Linked DNA regions of Mus musculus: region 2 is linked to region 1. The links are chromatin contacts, called in public promoter capture Hi-C maps. All regions are on one chromosome and are shown on one strand. Each heading gives the region's core, a stretch centred on a gene start, on an enhancer-like site or on the middle of the called end of the contact. The rest is flanking DNA. Distances are from core to core; before and after follow the strand shown.

The links. Promoter capture Hi-C pulls out the DNA fragments that hold promoters and counts their contacts.
Region 2: a contact with region 1 is called in a promoter capture Hi-C map of liver. The contact joins two enhancer-like sites. A contact is called at or near these places in 3 of 39 promoter capture datasets (the C10 cell line, frontonasal cranial neural crest and liver), 1 of 15 datasets of contacts at CTCF or cohesin (CD8 T cells), 3 of 484 Hi-C or Micro-C datasets (CD8 T cells and regulatory T cells), 3 of 115 datasets of contacts at active chromatin or transcription factors (embryonic stem cells and heart atrium) and 3 of 9 other capture datasets (adipose tissue, liver and pancreatic islet).

Annotation. Positions count from the first base shown.
Region 1 is chr1:60,713,485-60,717,996 of GRCm38.p6, reverse strand. No RefSeq gene overlaps it. Among named protein-coding and RNA genes, the nearest start is that of Cd28, 31 kb to the left of the region's middle. Within about 2 kb of position 1,991, at least 39 of the 459 cell types and tissues checked have an H3K27ac peak or open chromatin away from gene starts, as enhancers often do. A contact at or near this core is called in liver, where this site is marked.
Region 2 is chr1:60,819,675-60,824,186 of GRCm38.p6, reverse strand. No RefSeq gene overlaps it. Among named protein-coding and RNA genes, the nearest start is that of Gm38137, 42 kb to the left of the region's middle. Within about 2 kb of position 2,381, at least 21 of the 459 cell types and tissues checked have an H3K27ac peak or open chromatin away from gene starts, as enhancers often do. A contact at or near this core is called in liver, where this site is marked.

The DNA.
Region 1 (4,512 bases), core at 742-3,241:
TAAGCTGCCTTGTCTGGCCTCAGTGGGAGTGGATGTGTTTAACTCTGCAGAGACTTGATGTGCCAGGGTTGGGAGATAGCCAGGGGGACCTCCGCCCTCTCAGAGGAGATGGGGAGAGGTATGGGGGAGGGACCTTGTGAAAGAGAACTGGAGGAGGTGAGGACAGTGATCAGAATATTAGATAGATAGATAGATAGATAGATAGATAGATAGATAGATAGATAGATAGATAGATAATGGAAAGGGAGGAAAAGCCTTTCGGGACTACCTGACAAGCACCCAAATTGATTGGAGCTAAAGACAATGGTGTGTTTTCCTACCTCTTTCAACAGTCTGCAACTAAGCAGGTCAGATCAGGACTCAAAATGTCAACTGAAGAATCAGGAACTCAGTTACCTTCCATCAAGTCACCACACTCTTCTCTTTCAGGCCACAAGCCAGAAACTGGAGTATTTCTGCTTATTTCCTATCGACGAATGCTTAGTCACATGACCAATGTAGCTTCATGGTCGTTCCCATTTCCATACTCAGAATTCAATGATAATGAACAAAATGGAAATCAATACCAAGAGACATCCAGGAGTCTACCACACTCCTCAGCTTTCTGATTGTTTCACTTAATGATAGATATGTTATCAGAAGACATAACCTCTTGTCTTACATAACTGTTGTAGTACCCATCCCTCCCAAATTACTCTGCTCATTAGACCTGTGTTAGTTGGATCCACTGACATACTAAGGCATGAAAGATCCTAAAGAATGGAGCCAGGGTTCTTGTGCACAACTGTGTGATAACATCTGGCCAGATGTGTAAGCAAGCTTGCTCTTACCTCTGGAGTCTACCTTGATGACCACAATACCCAACTATTGACCCCATGGTTGTGAGGGTCACCTTGTTTCATTTTGTCTTCCTTTCCCTATACATAATAGGAGAATTATCCAAGGTGACTCCCAGACAACTTCAACATTGGAAAGGAAAGAGAATGTCTCCACACTTCAACTGAAGGTAAACTAGTCCAAGAAAGGACTTACATGTCAACTTGGAACTTCTCTGAGAGCTTCTGGGATGGTACCAAGAAAGAAGCTATGTACAGAGGAGGCTTGGGAGTGACTGGGCCAGTTCCCTTCTTGTGTCCTTTGGAGTTGCTGACTTCTAAAGGCACAGAGAATTCCTGACTGGGACTTCCCTCTGGCTTCCACTCACTGAGGAGGAATGGAAGAAGACTCTCTGGTGAGTGGATTAGAATCCCACCTGGTGTTTACACCAAGCTACAGGATGTGCTTAACATCCTGGCATGAATGGGCCAGTGCTTGGCGGCAATGAACAGCACCTGCTTCGAGTATCTACTTGGCCAAATAAACGAACGATACTCGAATATCAAGTAATTTAAGAACCAAATATATGGATGCTCAATAGCTCAAAGACCTCTGAAAGGCAAAGCAGTAGTGGAAACCACATCGATACAAGTTCTTCCTAAAGGAATGAGAAAAAGACGTAAATTTGTTTCTGTGCTATTAGCAGAAATCATGATATACTGCAACTAAATCATTACTGTTTTGGAAAGAAAAGATACTTGAGGTAAGAAATATTAATAAACAACCTATACTCAACATAGACCTATAAACCACAGAAATGGGAAGATTTAACCAGTCTCACACCTGGTGTTTATGGGTTTTGTTTTTTACAGCACATTTATTGGGGCATATAAATACAGAATATTTATATAAATACAGAATACAGATAATGTATATACATGCCATCGAACCTTAACAATATTTTAATTACAAACCTATTCCAAAGTCCAACCTAGGTCAGGAAACATTAGCACATCCTTTTCCTGTTTCTGCCTTATCCGAAAACTGGAACAAAACTCTTGGAAGGGATCCAGAGTATCAGGAAGAAATTGTTTTAAGTGTTGCTATGCATGAGCCAGGCAGCAGAGCAGCATGAGCTGACCTCCATAGCTGAGGCTCTTCCTATGTAATAATAACGCAAGTCCTAAAAAGACTCTGCTGTGCTCATTTCTGGCAGTGGGCAAGGGAATTTGTACAAATGGCTGACTCTCAGATCGGCTGTCACTCCTTCCTCTACTCCACACAGCCCCGTTAGCACTTACCTCATTCATTACACTGTAATTATTTGTTCACAGGCCTGTCTCCAGGACATGGAAAGGAGTTAAGAACACTAGCTCTGCAGCCAAACTGTCTAGATTTGAATCATAGCTCTGCCGCTAGCTCGTTTCTGTGGCTCTGAGCAAGTCCCTTAACTTGGCCAAGCTTCTGTTTTACCATCGCCAAAGCCCAGTTAATAATAGGTCATTAGAGTGTCAGCTGTGCAAACCTCGTGACAAATGGATGAAAGCCACATCCATCCTTAAAGAACATCTTCAGTAACTATTAGTGTTCTCACTTAGAGTAAAATCACTCATCTGTGTATTCCTGTCCCCAGTGTGCCTGACTCCTGAAGGCAAGAGAAACAGGGTAAGAAAGACAATGTCCTCGGCTGGTCTGCTACAGTGCACTAGTGGGACTTCTCTACTGTGTACACTAAAGAAGAATAACCAGGCATCTGTGGCCCAGCTCCAGCCATCTTCCTCTTAGGCAAGAGATGCCCTCACAGGGTATAACCCAAACCCTACATTCCCAGCTTCATCTTAGTGGGCAGACCCACATTTTTCCTCCCCAAAAGAAAGCAACTATTCTCTGTTTTCCTTCAAGAGCTAGCTTTGGTGCTGTCTCTGGGTCTCACTGGGAAAGATGAATTCCAGGTGGTGCTGGCAGAGTCACAGGTCCCCACACTGAGCTCTTCCCTGCAACCTAAACTGATCAGTCATAAGCAGGATAGTTTGACTTCCATCTGCCCTTCAGTGTGTCGTTTCTCAACATGTCCTGCTCATTGTGCCTCTAAGACTAAACAGAGAGGGATGGGGGAGGAGAGGGGAAAGGGAAGGGGAGGAGGAGGACTAGTTCTGCATCCAGATGGTAGCACACATCTGCAATCCCAGAAGCAAGGGGATTGAGGCAGGAGGACCACAAGTTCAAAGCCAACCTGAACTATGTATCAGGATCCTGGTCTTGGAAAAAGTAAAAAATTCAGATTTCTAATTTTTCCTGAGTTTAATGAAGTGTTGCATATGGGAGAAACTGAAAGGCAGACCTTGGCAGTACTGAAGAATTGAAGAGACCAGGTTTGACCTGTTCTGACCACTTTGGGCAGTATAACCTGGACTCTCTTGAACCTTTTGCCTTCTGTTTGGATTCCATCAATTACATGAGACTCTGTGGGTAGGAGGAGAGAAACCTAAGCATTTGTCAGTCTACCCTTGCCCTGACTGACTAGGTTTGACACTTATGGCAAACCTCTACATAGCTCTCACTCTGACTGTGTGGCCCTCTCTGCAGATCTAGCTCTTGCTGGGTTCTCCCCACTTGTCCCCAATGTCCCCTCAAGTCTAAGAGCAGTAACAGCTTTCCAACATGCCTAGTTTCCTTGGTCCTCCCATACTCATGTTATCTCTATTAACCCTTTCCACACTTCTGAAAGGTGTCCCTTTGTTAAAAATCTCTTTAAGGATGCTGGGCATGGCTGGCTCGTGCCTATACTATTGTTACATGGGCAGGCGGCAGGAGGATCACTGTAAATTCAAAGTCAACCTCATCTATATAATGAGTTCCAAGCCAGCCATGGTTTTATATATATCAGGTCATAGGGAAAAACCAAACACAAAATTTAAGTTAAAATAAAGTATTTTGGGAAAAACTCATTTGACTGCTAAAATCCTAACTGAAATGAGTGGTCAAACACAACAGGAAGTCTAGTGGAGAGGAAAACGTGAGCCCTTCATCGTCTGACGGCAGTGAACATTGTCTCATCCAGAACAGTATAATCCTCCTTTTCATTACACCTTGCTGTAGCAACCTGCAGACAGTGTTGTTCTGCTTAAAGAGAGAGACCCTGATCAAGCCACCCTTATACTCAGTTGCATGTGATGGTTCGGAATCTCTTCTCAAATCAAAACATGATAGGGAGTGGAAAGTCAGAGAGAAGTAGAAGTGACACAATTAACTGTTTATTTTTAGCTCAATGAGGAAGGATTTGCACTTTTGAAGATGTGACATTATGATATAGAGAGCACTCAGATCAACATACAAAGATAAAAGATCTGAAGTCTGCAAGACAGGAGCTTCTGAGAATATCGCCTCTAAGCGAATAGAGATACAAACTCTGTTTCTGTTTTTCTGGCTTTCTATCAAGTTCAGTCTTCCCTTTCATGTTTTAATGTGTTTGACTATCCATATTTCCAAATGTAGGCACAAATTTGTCATAGCGTAAAACTCCATGTGAGAACGAATTCTTGCTAGAAGGGTAGCATTAGTAAAGATTAGCCCATTGAGAAATTTCTAAAGGCAGCAGTCAAATGATAATTATTTCTCTACAAATAGAAAATGGCAAAAAAAAAAAAAAAGCAAAAATGCCCTCACTTCAACATTTGGACTTTCAGAGCCCACAGC
Region 2 (4,512 bases), core at 1,132-3,631, 110 kb before region 1:
GTTGGGGTGATAACTAAACGCATATTTTCTAGGCACCTTTTAAGACCTATCAAATCCAGAGAAGCCTAGGAGCCCACCTTTCTAGAGAACAGCCAAGGCAGATCTCTGAAGCCTGAAGATTTTGGCACAGCTTTTGCACACTTCTATCCCACTATCCCACCGTTAACTTGGGCCCTCGGAAAAGAATTTTGCACCCTGTCATCCGAGCCTGTCACACAAATAACTTCACTGTTTTACTTATTAAAATTATTCCTTCTGCCTTTATGGATAGCTGGTCCAAGAGCCATGTGAGGCCTCATTTCAGAGTCTTTTTTATACCTGTCAAGATTTTGGTTCCTTCACAAATATTTATGTTTTATATAAGAACCCACTCCATTCATTTCCGGTTTCCTTTCCTTTCGGGGGCGGAGGTCTCTCTGCTGGTGGGCTCATTTGCTTTGTGTTGTCAGGAATTGAAAACTTGCATCCCCATTTCTCATGGCTTCAACAACCACAAATCAGAAAGCCATTTTCTGGCCAACATGTGGCAGTCTGTTCAAGTTTGTGGTCTAAGCATACTTAACTCTCTCTCCTCTTTTTAGGTGAACTCCGTTTTGTTTTACATTTAAATAACATATTGTTGCTGCTGTGGTCTGGTGACCCCTGAACCACCTTAGGCAGGCTATAATCAAGCTGGGTTTAATTCTTGGCATGAAGTAATTCCCGAATGGCCACTTGAATCAGGAGAAAAGCATGCCTGCTTTCAGACACTTGTACTATATTCTCTGTCTAGTTGAGTCTCTTCATCAATCTAGATACTCGGATGGAAGCCATGGTATTTGGCTTGTTCATCTAGTTTTACAAATGTGAGCCAAGCGGGAAATCAGGATGAGATCCCAACGTTTTTCAGCATCCAGTCTCATAGGCTATGATTTCAAGGGTAACACAGTGTCTCCATGGTTACCTGACAAAATTACTCTGGCTTCCAGAGTCTGCTTCTCTACAACTGAGTGTGAGCGGTTTACTACAGGTAGCTCAGGGAGATGCTTCCCCCTCCACACCCTGCAGGGGGAGACGTTGAGCACCCAACCAACACCTAGCAACGTTCCTGGGCAGTGACTCAACAAAGGTTTGCTCTAGCAGAAGCCAAGGCTCATGTACATGAAATTGTACCACAGGTCATTTTGTTACCCCTAAACACTTTGAGGGAGGGTTCATAAAGGCATCACATCACGTTCAAGAGTATTGTGTGCTTTGGCCATGTTCACGTGACAGCAGCCATACAAACAGGGCAGATTTTAGGACTGGGCTGTTTCCATCTTTGGCTTTTCTCTGCATCTTCCAGCACAAAAGCACTAGTTGCTTAGTAGGGCCCCTTGACATTCCCAGAAGTTTCTTTACACGGTCCTGTCATAAAACAACTTGTATCTCCGTCCAGTTCCATATCCACACTGACCCTTCTTCCACACTGCCCAACACAGAAGCCCCAGAAAGCAACATGCCAGCCGGTTTAAGGGTGGAGGCTTTGGTGCGCTGTCAGAAGACGCAGAATTCACATCCTCTCTCTGCCTTTTAACATCTGTGTGCCATGGGGCAAGTGGCATGGCCTCTCTAAGTCTCAGTTTCCTCTACAGCAAAGCATGAATATTTAAAATACTACCCCACGTTAGATTAAGAGTTTGAGAATTAGCACATAGTTAGCGCTTCCTCCTTCACCAGTGCTCACAAATTAACCTTCTGTGAGATGAACAGCTCTACAGACAGCAAACTTCTTGCTTACACTAAATAGACTGAAATTTGTCTCAAAATGATATCAGTTGTTCTCTTAGCTCTGCCATAAAGCTACCCAGAATAAGTCGAAGCCTTCTTCCACACAGTGGCGCTCACATGATTAAGGAAGCAATCATGAGCCCCCTTTCGAATGTCCGAGGTGAGCTATGACTTTTCCTGATTGACTGTCTCGCTCCTTCTGTTATTTCCCATATGACTTTAAACCTATCATTATTTGAGGCTGAGCCACCTAACTGCTTTCTCATCCCTCTACTTGGGCATACAGGAAAGCTGTAGGCTTTACACAGGAGTACTAGATTAGGGTTACTTGAGATCTTCTGGACAACAAAGAGTCGGGGGGGGGGGTAAAGGGTGTATGAGGCTCTATGTGTCCCACAATAGTGTCCCATGATGTCCTCTTTGCTCCCTTTCACTGGTCTGTTAGTGTAGAAGATTCAGTGGGTGAGCTCTAAGAAGAACCTGGCAGGGGTTAGAAGCTAAATAAGGGAAGACATTCCAATCCATGAGGGGCCACTTAGATCTCTACCTGTCACTTATCAGACCATGAGCTGAGTGAGAAGCCATCGTTTGTTATTCTAAACGAGAAAGACTCTGGACTTATGATGACCTCGTGCATGTGGCTCTGGGGTTTCCCTGTCTGGGCATATGCCAACTTGTCAATGGCACTCTTACAACATAATATCTAGAACTGAACACAAATCTCCAAATGTGTCCTGATGCTAATAGGACAAGACTAAATAGTGTGGCATGAATATGAATTGAGTGGGTCCCCCAAATGTCCATGTGTTAGAAGCTTCTTAGAAGGCACTTCTGGGGGTAGGGCTGCAGTAATTGGGTCACTGGGAGGACACTGACATCAGAAGAGATTACAGAATTCTGGTAGGATTCTGGGTAGTTCCTGTGAGTTGTTACAAAAGAGCAGCCTGACACCTAAGTAACACCCTGGTTTCCTGCAACAGGATCTCTGTGTTCCATGTGCTTCTGCTGTGGTGTGATATAGGGGCTCTCACCACAAGTCAATAGCAAAGCACCCCCCAATTTTGGCATTTGACCCTCCAAAACTGAGAGCTAAATAAACCAATTTTTAAAAAAAAGTATTCCATTTCAGACGTTCTGTTAAGGTGGATGATAGTCTAAAACACTGCAATGCTTGCTTCTTTTGTCTTTTCTTCTCCCTAACTGCCACTTTTTTTAGAAGTGCTTTCTAAGATGCCTTATGTTTAGCAACATGTGACATAGATTCCCCAGCTGTGCAATTCACTCATTTGCACTTCAGCTCAAAACTACATATGTGTCCTTATTGTCAAAGGTTTCGTTGATGAGTTAACATACCTGCAGGACACTGCAAAGTCCAATTCACAACTCAACAGATTTTTCACACACTAAATGCACATTGGTAACCAACCAAAAGAAGAGTCTGACCCAGAGCCCCCAAAACTTCATCATCCCAACCCCCCAATTAGCCATAGTTTGCCCAAGGATAAAAATTACTCTGGTATGGTAGTTAATCTTGATTTTTCAACTTGGCAGGATTTAGAATCACTGTGACAGCACGCCATGTCCCCGGGTCCTGAATGGAATGTGAAGGTAAAAACATGCTGAGCACCGAATGCGTCTGTCTGTCTGTCTGTCTGTCTGTCTGTCTGTCTGCTTCCTCAGTGCTTCCTCTCCTCTCAGCTCCCCTGCTTGTCCCACCATGATAAACTGTACCCTCCTCAAACCAGCAGCCAAACTAAACCTTCTTTAAGCTGCTTTAGCCCCAGCAGTGAGAAAAGTAACTGGCAGGTCCGTCTTCCAGCAGCGCCACCTAACTCCTATGATTTTATATAAATGCAGTCACAGTGTGTGCTCTCTTTGCCCAGTTGTAGCTCTGGGATTCACTCGCATTGTTGTGATAGCTACTGTGAGGCCATTCTCATTCCAAAGTGATACTTCATACTCAGATTGCTGCCTTAGCCTCTGAAAGATATCAAAGAATTTATTAATTTTAACATAGTCCTACTAACTAATTTTTTTCATGTTATGACTCTTCCAGCAAATGTTTGTCTACTCCAAATCATGAGATTCTCTATGTTTTCTCTTAAAGTCTTTGTTTTCTGTTTTAATCTTTTATTTAATCTTTGACAGTTTCATATGCATGTACATTGATCATATACACCCCAGCAATTCTCTCCCACGCTCCCCACTCACTTGGCAGCATATCCCACTTGCATTCCCATGCCTTCTCAGTTGCCTTTATAACTCTCTTGGTCTAATTAGTGCTGCCTGCTGGAGTACTGGCTTATTGGGGGAATCTTAGGCACTGACTTCATTAGTGCAACAGCCATGTCATGACCAGAAGTCGGCATTTCACAGCAGGCCTCCCATCTTCTGGCTCTTACTCTCTCTCCAGGCATTCTTCCACCATCTTTCCTGAGCCTTGGAGTATGATATGATGTAGTTGCCCCACCTAGGCCTGAGCACACAGCAGTCACTCATTCTCAGTGCTTTGACCACTAATGTGTCTCTGCATTGACTTCTACAGTGGGAAGCTTCTCTGGCCACAGTTGAGAGCAGCACTAACCCATAGACATAAATATAAATATATACAAAACACATCAACATGTCCATTAAACAAAACAATGGTAGAAAGCTCCCCATTAAGGCCTATCATTTCCCAGACCAGAAGGTTTATTTGTTTCTGTTTTGAGACAGGGTCTCTCTGTGAAGCCCTGGCTGTCTTGGAACTCATTATGTAGACCA